3 separate regions of the Mus musculus genome follow, and regions 1 and 3 are each linked to region 2. Evidence: chromatin contacts called from public Hi-C and HiChIP or PLAC-seq data. All regions are on one chromosome and are shown on one strand. The core of a region is the stretch at or near the end of the contact, and the rest is flanking DNA. Distances in the headings are between cores, read along the strand shown. Region 1 holds the start of Mmab (methylmalonic aciduria (cobalamin deficiency) cblB type homolog (human)). Region 2 holds the start of Sirt4 (sirtuin 4). Region 3 holds the start of Ung (uracil DNA glycosylase).

Region 1 (2,700 bases), core at 13-2,512, 1.0 Mb before region 2:
GTCTCCCGTCTTGGTGTAAATCTTGGGGATCTTGGCTGCCGTCGAGGACGGCTGCAGCCTGATGAGAAACAGACACAAAGGCGTGGTAAGTGGGAACGGCTGCGCCTCGGGGAGTGACGCCCAGCTTTCAGTCTGCAACCTCAGGGGCAGCACTTCTCTGCCTCTGGGATGGCAATCTCCCGTCAGCCATTTCCCCGCTGCCCCTTCCTGACAGCTTCCTGTCCCTGTCTCTACCTGTACAGCAGCTGCTGTAGCATACTGCTCAATAAAGATTCTTGGCAAATACTGGCAGGAAGGACTAACTGGTCACTCCATGTAGCCCTAGCTCCACAGTGGGCTAAAGCCGCTAGCTCCTGGAACTGCCCTTCAGCTTCTCCCACACTCCCAAAGTTAGCCATACGCTTCTCCGTTGAGGAAACTGGAGCCCACAAAGATTCAACTTCCTAGATCTCCAGGAAGAGACTGGGCTGGGATTCATGCCCAAAACCCTTCTACTGTAAGCCTGACCTGGTCCATTACCCTCCCCAAACTCTTGTCTCTTCTAACCCCAACACAGAAGTTAGCACTTCTGGGGGAAAGAAAACTAGGCCACTTGCACTTTTCTAAGATTTTTCAGTGTCAAGGAAAAAAAAAAATACACTGTCAAAATGGAATTTCAAAAATGCTATTTTAACTTAATTTTTTTTTTTTTGAGGACTGCGAATGAACCCCGACTCTGCCATTTTCAACTAGCAGTGCATAACTTAAAATTAAAATGTGAATTCACAAAATTATTTCAAAGTCAGAGGACTGGACAGGGAACGCTGATCATGAGGTCATGGTAGTCTGCAAGTCCCTATGCAAGTTTCTAAGTGTTACCATGTCTTCCTGGTGTCTTAATCCTAATCCAAACAAACTGCTTGGGGAGGCCGGACAAAACCCACAAGAGCATGCCCCTGCCCTGACTGACCACAGCTAGACTCCGTTAGAACTTGGGGAGGAAATCCTGGCCTCTGACGCCATGACGAGCCCAGTGACGTCAGGCCACATAGAGCACGTCATCGGTGTGATGTACCCACGGAAACAACCGTTCCTCCTCCGTGTTGAGTTACTCTCCAGGCCTGAAACTCACCTGTCCCCGTCTTCCCCGCCCTGAGGGCCACGGCTCTGGAAACGGGGACACAGCAGTCTGCAGGCGCTGAGACGCCCGCGCAGGCCGAGGCGACCCCCAAAGAGCCACACAGCCATGCGCACGGTAACGCATCCAAGACTGACCCGGCTAGGCACCCGTCCAGGCCCGGGGATGACTCCGCCCCGCAGCCGGCCGCGCCACCTCTCAATCGCTGTTTCCTATTGGCCTGGGGCACTCGCACCAGGGCGGGGCACTCCCCAGCTCTTGATTCCCATTGGATTACTTGTAGAAAGAGGCGAGGCAATTTCGGCTTGCTTGAAGTTCCCATTGGTTAATGTTTGACCCAATCTGTAAAGGAGCCCTTAGCTCCAGCTCTCTGATTGGCCTCAGGAAGACACACCCGCCTCCTTGGAACTCTCCCATCTGATATGGAGAAGACCGGGAGCTGCGGCCCGGGTTTCAGCTCACTTGGGCGCTGGCCGGGGCAGGTGAGAAGCCTGGGCTGCGGGATGGGCGGCGTGAGGACCGGGTCCCGGACACCCCGGGCCGGGCGCCGCGGTTCTCTGCCTTCGTGTCCTCGATCTGAGCGCTCGGCGACCTCAGATCGGACAGTTTCCCCTAGACTAGGGTCCCGTAGACTGGGCTACTTAGTGTGCAGTGGGGTGGCCAGTGAAGCCTTGAACCCGGGTGATTTTTGCATTATTTATAACAACGTAAAAATGCATGCACCCATAAATCCAGCAAAACCACTCTGTGACATGACTCTTGCCTTGCAGAAGTTCTTGTTTGAACGTGCAACACAGGGCGTTAACAGGTGAGTCCCGGCAGCCGCGTTTGTGATTGTGACAGGTTGGTTGTGGTCTTGAGGTCCGGGAAGGATTCTTTCTCCTGCAAGATTTTATCTAAACCTCGCGTTCCCACACGCATCAAACACATGGCCGTCCTCAGAGTAGGCAAGCAGTCCATGCCTGAGCTCATGTCAGTTTCTACTGGCAACAGCAGTGGTAATAAACTCTGGAGCTGAGAACCTGTCAGTGCCGAGTAGCTCAGTATAGTCAAGAGGCCACTTTGCCAGACAGACAGGCCTTGCTGCTGGTAGTCCTTTGAGTCAGCCTCCAGTATTGCCTCTATTATCTGATATATGGGAAACAGATTCATGGCATAAGACATTCTGGGGACGGAAGAGCTGTGGTCTGAACCCAGATTTTTTTTTTCCCATTGTCCACCTGACTGGCTCACTGCACTGTCATCCTGGAACATAGCTCTGGATGGTAGTTCTGGATGGAGTTTCTCTACATGCTCCTGGCTGTCCTGGAATTCACTCTGTAGACCAGGCTTGCCTCGTACACCCAGAGATCCACCTGCCTCTGCCTCCACAGTGCTGGGATGAAAGATGTTCACCTCCAAGCCCAGCCTTCCTGGTGTTTGTAACTAACATCTAGGGAACTTTGTTTCTCTCTCTCTCTCTCTCTCTCTCTCTCTCTCTCTCTCTCTCTCTCTCTTTCCTTGCAGAAGTCTCAGAAGCCATGTTGTCAGAAGCCCTGCTGGTGTCCGCCCCGGGGAAGGTCATCCTCCATGGAGAACACGCT
Region 2 (2,700 bases), core at 47-2,546:
CCGGAACTCTATTCGACTATGAAAATTTTGCCACGGTGGCCCCGGCCTGGGATTGTAGCACTGGGGAAACAGAAGGGAGGACGGTTCGTCCGGAAGCCCTTCAATTCTCAGCACCTACAATGGTGACTTACAACTATCTTTAACTCCAGTTTCAGGCCCTCGTCTGCGCTCTGCAAGCGCCGAGGAATAAAAGGGATGCGCAAATACACGCGCAGGTAAAATACCCAAACACATAAAATAAAATTTAATTTTAAAAAATTAAATATTTTTTAAAACAAACTTTAAAAAAATTTTTTTTTACTTATTTTATGTATATGAATGGTCAACCTGCGCGTACACCTACTTCCCAGAAGAGGGAAGAACTCATCAGAGATGGTTGTGAGACACCTTGTGGTCGTTGAGAGTTGACCTCAGGACCTTTGGAAGAGCAGGGGGTGCTCTTAACCACTGAGCCATCTCTCCAGCCCTAAAAAACAGACTTTTAATAGCCCATTATTTTTCACCTGCTACTAATATAAACATGTTTTAGTAATATTTATATTTTTGTTAATATTATCTCTCATGGGACTATTTGTTCTATAACTCTACTTGGTTTAAATCAGATATTATTATTATTATTATTATCATTACTTGAGACAGAATTCCCTGTAGCCCAGGCCAAGGAATACAACTAAACCGAATTATATCATTTCTCCAAAAGATTTTTTAATTTTAGTATGTCAGTTTTGTTTTGTCTTTTTCTACACGGTTCTCGGTACCAAATCCAGGGCCTCTGGGATGGACGCTAAGTAATCACTCTGTCTGCTTACCCTGCATTGTAAATTCTGCTACTTGGACACATAAAAATCAAGGCATACAAACTTGCCTGTCTGGTTTTCTAGTTGTAAAGACAAGCCTTTGACACAGTCTTTGACATAATGCGGAGCTATCGAGTGATAGGCACACATATTTAGGCTTGGCTTCCTATCCAAGAAGAGCTCAGGACCCTGCTTTCTCCATGAGATTTCCCAGCTACGTGTGAACGGCTAAACAGTCGGGTTTTGCCGGGATAAATCCTCCTTGTCCCCTCGAGAACAAAAGAGACAGATGGAATCCCTAGTAAGAATGCTCAGCGGGAAACCTTCAGCCGGATCAGAACACTTACCTTCCACAATTCTCACCCAACAGTGGGACTCGCTTGTTACGTGTGCATCTTGGGAAATGTAGTCCGCGAAGCCGATCTAGTTGGAAGAAAACTACAAGTCCCAGAATCCTACGTGTCTCCCACGCCAAGATTCTTGGGCGCTCCTCTACGGATTGCCCGCTGTCTTTCCTGCTCAGCTCAGTTAAGGTTCCGGATATGCTGCTGACGCCTGGGGCAATGATTGCCTTTTGAGGTTCTTGTAGTGTTTGTTTGTTTGTGGCTTGTGTTGTTTGCTGAGAGAGGGTCTGACATATCCTTGTCTGACTCCAAATCCGTGATCCTCCTGGCTCCACCTCCCAAGTGCTCGGATTAGAGGCTTGTGCCACCAAAGAAGTGGTTAATATTTCCCATGTCCTGCGTGCGAAAGAGGATCCAAGCAGTCCTAATTTAGGAATTCGCTCTCTTAAAGAAACTCTTTCACTAGTAGCACAGGACAATAATCTGCCACTCAATAGGCTTAGGCGGAAGAATCACGAGTTCAAGGCCAGTCTGGGTGACTTAGTGAGACCTCGGACTCAAAATAATACTGTAAGAGCACTGGGGCTATAGCTCGGTGTCAGCGCGTTAGCCCAGCCCTGGGTAGCCCTGAATTCACACTAGCGGGCATTTCTCCATCCAAGACGCTTTTTAAAATAGACTGGTTTTTTTTTTTTTTTAATAATGTGTGTGTTTTACCTTCATGCATACAGGAGGAGCTCCTGACGGCCATAAAAGGGCGTCAGATCCCCTGGAACTTGAGTGACAACCTGTTGTGAACTGCCCTGTGGGTGCTCGGGATGGAATCTGAGTCCCCCTGCAAGAGTAGCAATGCTCTTGTTTGTTTGTTTTGGTGTTTTCGAGACAGGGTTTCTCTGTATAGCCCTGGCTTTCCTGGAACTCACTCTGTAGACCAGGCTGGTCTCAGAGATCCACCTGCCTCTGCCTCCCAAGTGCTGGGATTAAAGGCGTGCTCCACCACCACCTGGTGAGAAGCAATGCTCTTAACCAGTGAGCCACCTCTTCAGCTCTCCCAACCCCTCCCCAAAAGACCCTTTCTTTGTTTTTTGTTTTTGTTTTTCTGAGACAGGGTGTTAATGTATAGTCTGACACTTTTTTTTTTTTTTTTTTTTTTTGGTTTTCCGAGACAGGGTTTCTCTGTTTAGCCCTGGCTGTCCTGGAACTCACTCTGTAGTCCAGACTGGCCTCGAACTCAGAAATCCGCCTGCCTCTGCCTCCTGAGTGCTGGGATTAAAGGAGTGCGCCACCACGCCCAGAATTTTTTTTGACACTTTTAATAATAAATAATTGCCCCCTTTGTTTTGTGTTTGTTTTAAGATGGGTTCTCACTATGTAGCCTTGGCTGGCCTGGAACTCCTTATGTAGACCACGCTTGGCCTTGAATTCATGGAGATTCACCGGCCTCCGCCTCCCTAGAACTTTGATGAACTGAACGATGTGTGCCAACACGGTTCGCAGATTTGATTGGTTTTCCTCCTAAGTGCCCACGTCCACTTCCACTGCAAAGTAATTAAATTTCC
Region 3 (2,700 bases), core at 127-2,626, 1.4 Mb before region 2:
GGGCAGCGGTCGGTCGAGGTTTAAATTACACTTGCAGTGGCACACGCCTTTAATCCCAGCACTTGGGAGGCAGAGGCAGGCGGATTTCTGAATCCAAGGCCAGCCGGGTCTACAGAGAGTTCCAGGACAGCCAGGGCTATACAGAGAAACTCTGTCTTGAAAAACCAAAAAAAAAAAAAAAATAAAAAAAATAAATAAATAAATTACACCTGCAAAAGATCACTCAGTAGAAAAGAGTAGCTGGGATTGTTATATTAGAGGGAAGGATATAACTGAAAGCTGCACAACTGAATGTATGTCTGACGTGAGTGTGGGAGGTAAAAAGTACAAGGGGGTGTATGGCTCAGTGGTCAAGCGGTTGCTCAGGATGCACAAAGGCCCTGAGTTCAATCCCCAAAGGGGACTGAAAAGGAGGGAGGGAGGTGTATCTGGGGAAGTGGAACATTTCGGGGTTAAAGGCCTTCAATCTTTACATCAGTAAGACTTGGAGAAAGCCCCGCTTTAGAGCTAGGACAGGTAGGTAGGTAAGCAGCAGGCTCCCCCTACCTCCTAAGCCCCACCCACCCGGGGGCGGGGCCTCAGCCCCTCCCACACATGCGCGCTGGGCCTCACCGACCCCTGCCCAGCCAGCCTCCCCGCCCCCAACGGGAGCCCGCGCAGGTGGCAGCGCGCCTACCGTGAGCACGGCTGCAGGAGTCCCGGAGGTCCGTGCTCGGCGCAGGCATGATCGGCCAGAAGACCCTATACTCTTTCTTCTCTCCGACCCCCACAGGGAAGCGGACCACGCGCAGCCCGGAGCCGGTCCCAGGGAGCGGAGTGGCGGCCGAGATCGGCGGCGATGCCGTGGTGAGACGAGCGGGGTAGCGCGGGACGCGGGGGTACGGCGGGGTCCCGGGCAGGAGCGCCACGCACGCCGCTTGCTCGGACAGACTGGGACACCTTAGGGGTTCAACACAGCCGCGCGCTGTCGGCCGCCGCCACGCCGAGGCACTAGCCAATAGGGATGGGGCACGGTCGCCGCAGAGCCAATCAGTGTGCAGCGTGCCCGCCCTGCTCCTCGCGTGGTCCAATCAAAAGCGGCAAGGGGCGGGAGCTGTTTTGCCGCGAAAAGCCCACGTGGAAGGTCTTGGGTGAGGCGCGCGGGGCAGCACCAGGCAGCGCGAGACTGCGGTGCTGCGGGTCCCGGGCAGGAGAGCCGCGCACCCCGTTTATCAGCCAGACTGGGACACCTTAGAGGTCCAAAACAACCGCGCGCGTCCACGGCCGCCATGCCGAGACATCTACCAATGGGGACGGAGCTCGGCCGCCTCAGAGTCAATCGGTGTGCAGCGTGCCCACCCTGCCCTTGTATAGTCCAATCAGAAGCGGCAAGGGGCGGGAGGTGTTTTGCCGCGAAAAGCCTGCGTGGGAGCGCAGACGGGTGCAGCGGGTCCCCTGCTCGGCTGGACCATGGGCGTCTTGGGGCGGCGGTCTTTGCGGTTGGCGCGGAGAGCGGGGCTCCGGAGCCTGACTCCCAACCCCGACTCTGACTCCCGGCAGGCCAGCCCCGCCAAGAAGGCCCGGGTGGAGCAGAACGAGCAAGGCTCGCCGCTCAGCGCCGAGCAGCTCGTCCGCATCCAGAGGAACAAGGCCGCGGCGCTGCTCAGGCTCGCCGCCCGCAACGTGCCTGCCGGCTTCGGCGAGAGCTGGAAGCAGCAGCTGTGCGGGGAGTTCGGGAAGCCGTACTTCGTCAAGGTCGGTGGGCTCGGGTCCAGCCAGCCTCCCCCGTCCCCTCCCTTTCCGTGCCACACTTGACAACGATGCCGGTGTGTCTGGGTTACATGAAGGGCAGGAAGGTGGCGTCGTGGCTTCGTTTTACGTGGAGGAGGGCGCATAGAAGTCACAGGACAACTTGGGGAAATATCTCACTATCACGTGGGTCCGGAGGTTAAATCAGGTTGGCGGGCTGGGCGCCAGCTGCCTTCGTGGCTTTTTGTAAGCCACCTGGTTTACCCCAAAGCCAACAAACCCTGGGGTAGTGAACAAGAGTGAATGAAATGACCTTTGGTCTTTTATTAGAAGTCAGGAAAGACGATCGAGGCCTTAGGCTGTAATCTCAACCCTTGAGAGCTGGGGGGCTGGAGGTGAAGGCCAACCTCAGATTCTGTGCTATGGGAGGCCCTGTCTTTTAAAAAGAAGAGGGGGCGGAGTTACTGTGAAATGAAAATAGTCCAGCCCAAGAGGGGAAAGGGTGCTATGCTGGCTTCAATTGTTTTTTTAAAAAAAGTTTGGGTTTAAATCATGCGCGCACACACACAAATAGACGAGGTTTCAAACACCTTTTATAAAATAGGTTTTCAATCCTAATTCTTAGTTTCTGGTAAGAATGGGCTTTTAAACCTCCTTTTATCTTTTAAACCAGCTAATGGGATTTGTTGCTGAAGAAAGGAACCACCACAAGGTCTATCCGCCCCCGGAGCAGGTGTTCACATGGACCCAGATGTGCGACATCCGAGATGTGAGTGGAGCTGGGGTCTGGCTAGAGAGGAATCTAACAGTGTTTCAGTTAAGCCACGGGCTGTTTCGTAGTGAGTGTGTGATGGTAGACATGGAAGGTGCCGGGTTTGGTTGTGTTCCGGGTAGAAAGCTGTGTGTGTGTCCAGCTGTTTAGTCTTTTAACCAAACAAAGAAAATGCATGTATACATTTGCTTGTGTGCTTG

Evidence for each region. Hi-C and Micro-C count contacts between places; a contact is called where the count stands out from the background. HiChIP or PLAC-seq counts read pairs in DNA pulled down with a chosen protein or histone mark.
Region 1: a Hi-C map of B cells shows a contact between it and region 2, with 9 read pairs. The contact joins the promoter of Mmab here to the promoter of Sirt4 in region 2. A contact is called at or near these places in 2 of 39 promoter capture datasets (liver and pre-B cells), 1 of 484 Hi-C or Micro-C datasets (B cells) and 1 of 9 other capture datasets (adipose tissue).
Region 3: an HNF4G HiChIP or PLAC-seq map of pancreatic cancer cells shows a contact between it and region 2. The contact joins the promoter of Ung here to the promoter of Sirt4 in region 2. A contact is called at or near these places in 5 of 39 promoter capture datasets (embryonic stem cells, hippocampal neurons, liver and 1 more) and 1 of 115 datasets of contacts at active chromatin or transcription factors (pancreatic cancer cells).

The regions. Positions count from the first base shown.
Region 1 is chr5:114,442,765-114,445,464 of GRCm38.p6, forward strand. Mmab (methylmalonic aciduria (cobalamin deficiency) cblB type homolog (human)) reads right to left here and starts at 1,263. Exons shown (of 9, transcript NM_029956.4): 1 at 1,112-1,263; 2 at 1-58. The coding sequence starts at 1,227. Mvk (mevalonate kinase) reads left to right here and starts at 1,505. Exons shown (of 11, transcript NM_023556.3): 1 at 1,505-1,599; 2 at 2,624-2,700. The coding sequence starts at 2,638.
Region 2 is chr5:115,483,188-115,485,887 of GRCm38.p6, forward strand. Sirt4 (sirtuin 4) reads right to left here and starts at 1,297. Exons shown (of 5, transcript NM_133760.1): 1 at 1,145-1,297. It overlaps Gm42007 (a long non-coding RNA gene), which reads left to right and starts at 1,263. Exons shown (of 2, transcript XR_878704.2): 1 at 1,263-1,376.
Region 3 is chr5:114,129,780-114,132,479 of GRCm38.p6, forward strand. It overlaps Ung (uracil DNA glycosylase), which reads left to right and starts at 1,377. Exons shown (of 6, transcript NM_011677.2): 1 at 1,377-1,734; 2 at 2,402-2,497. The coding sequence starts at 1,450. It also overlaps a transcript of Alkbh2 not described here.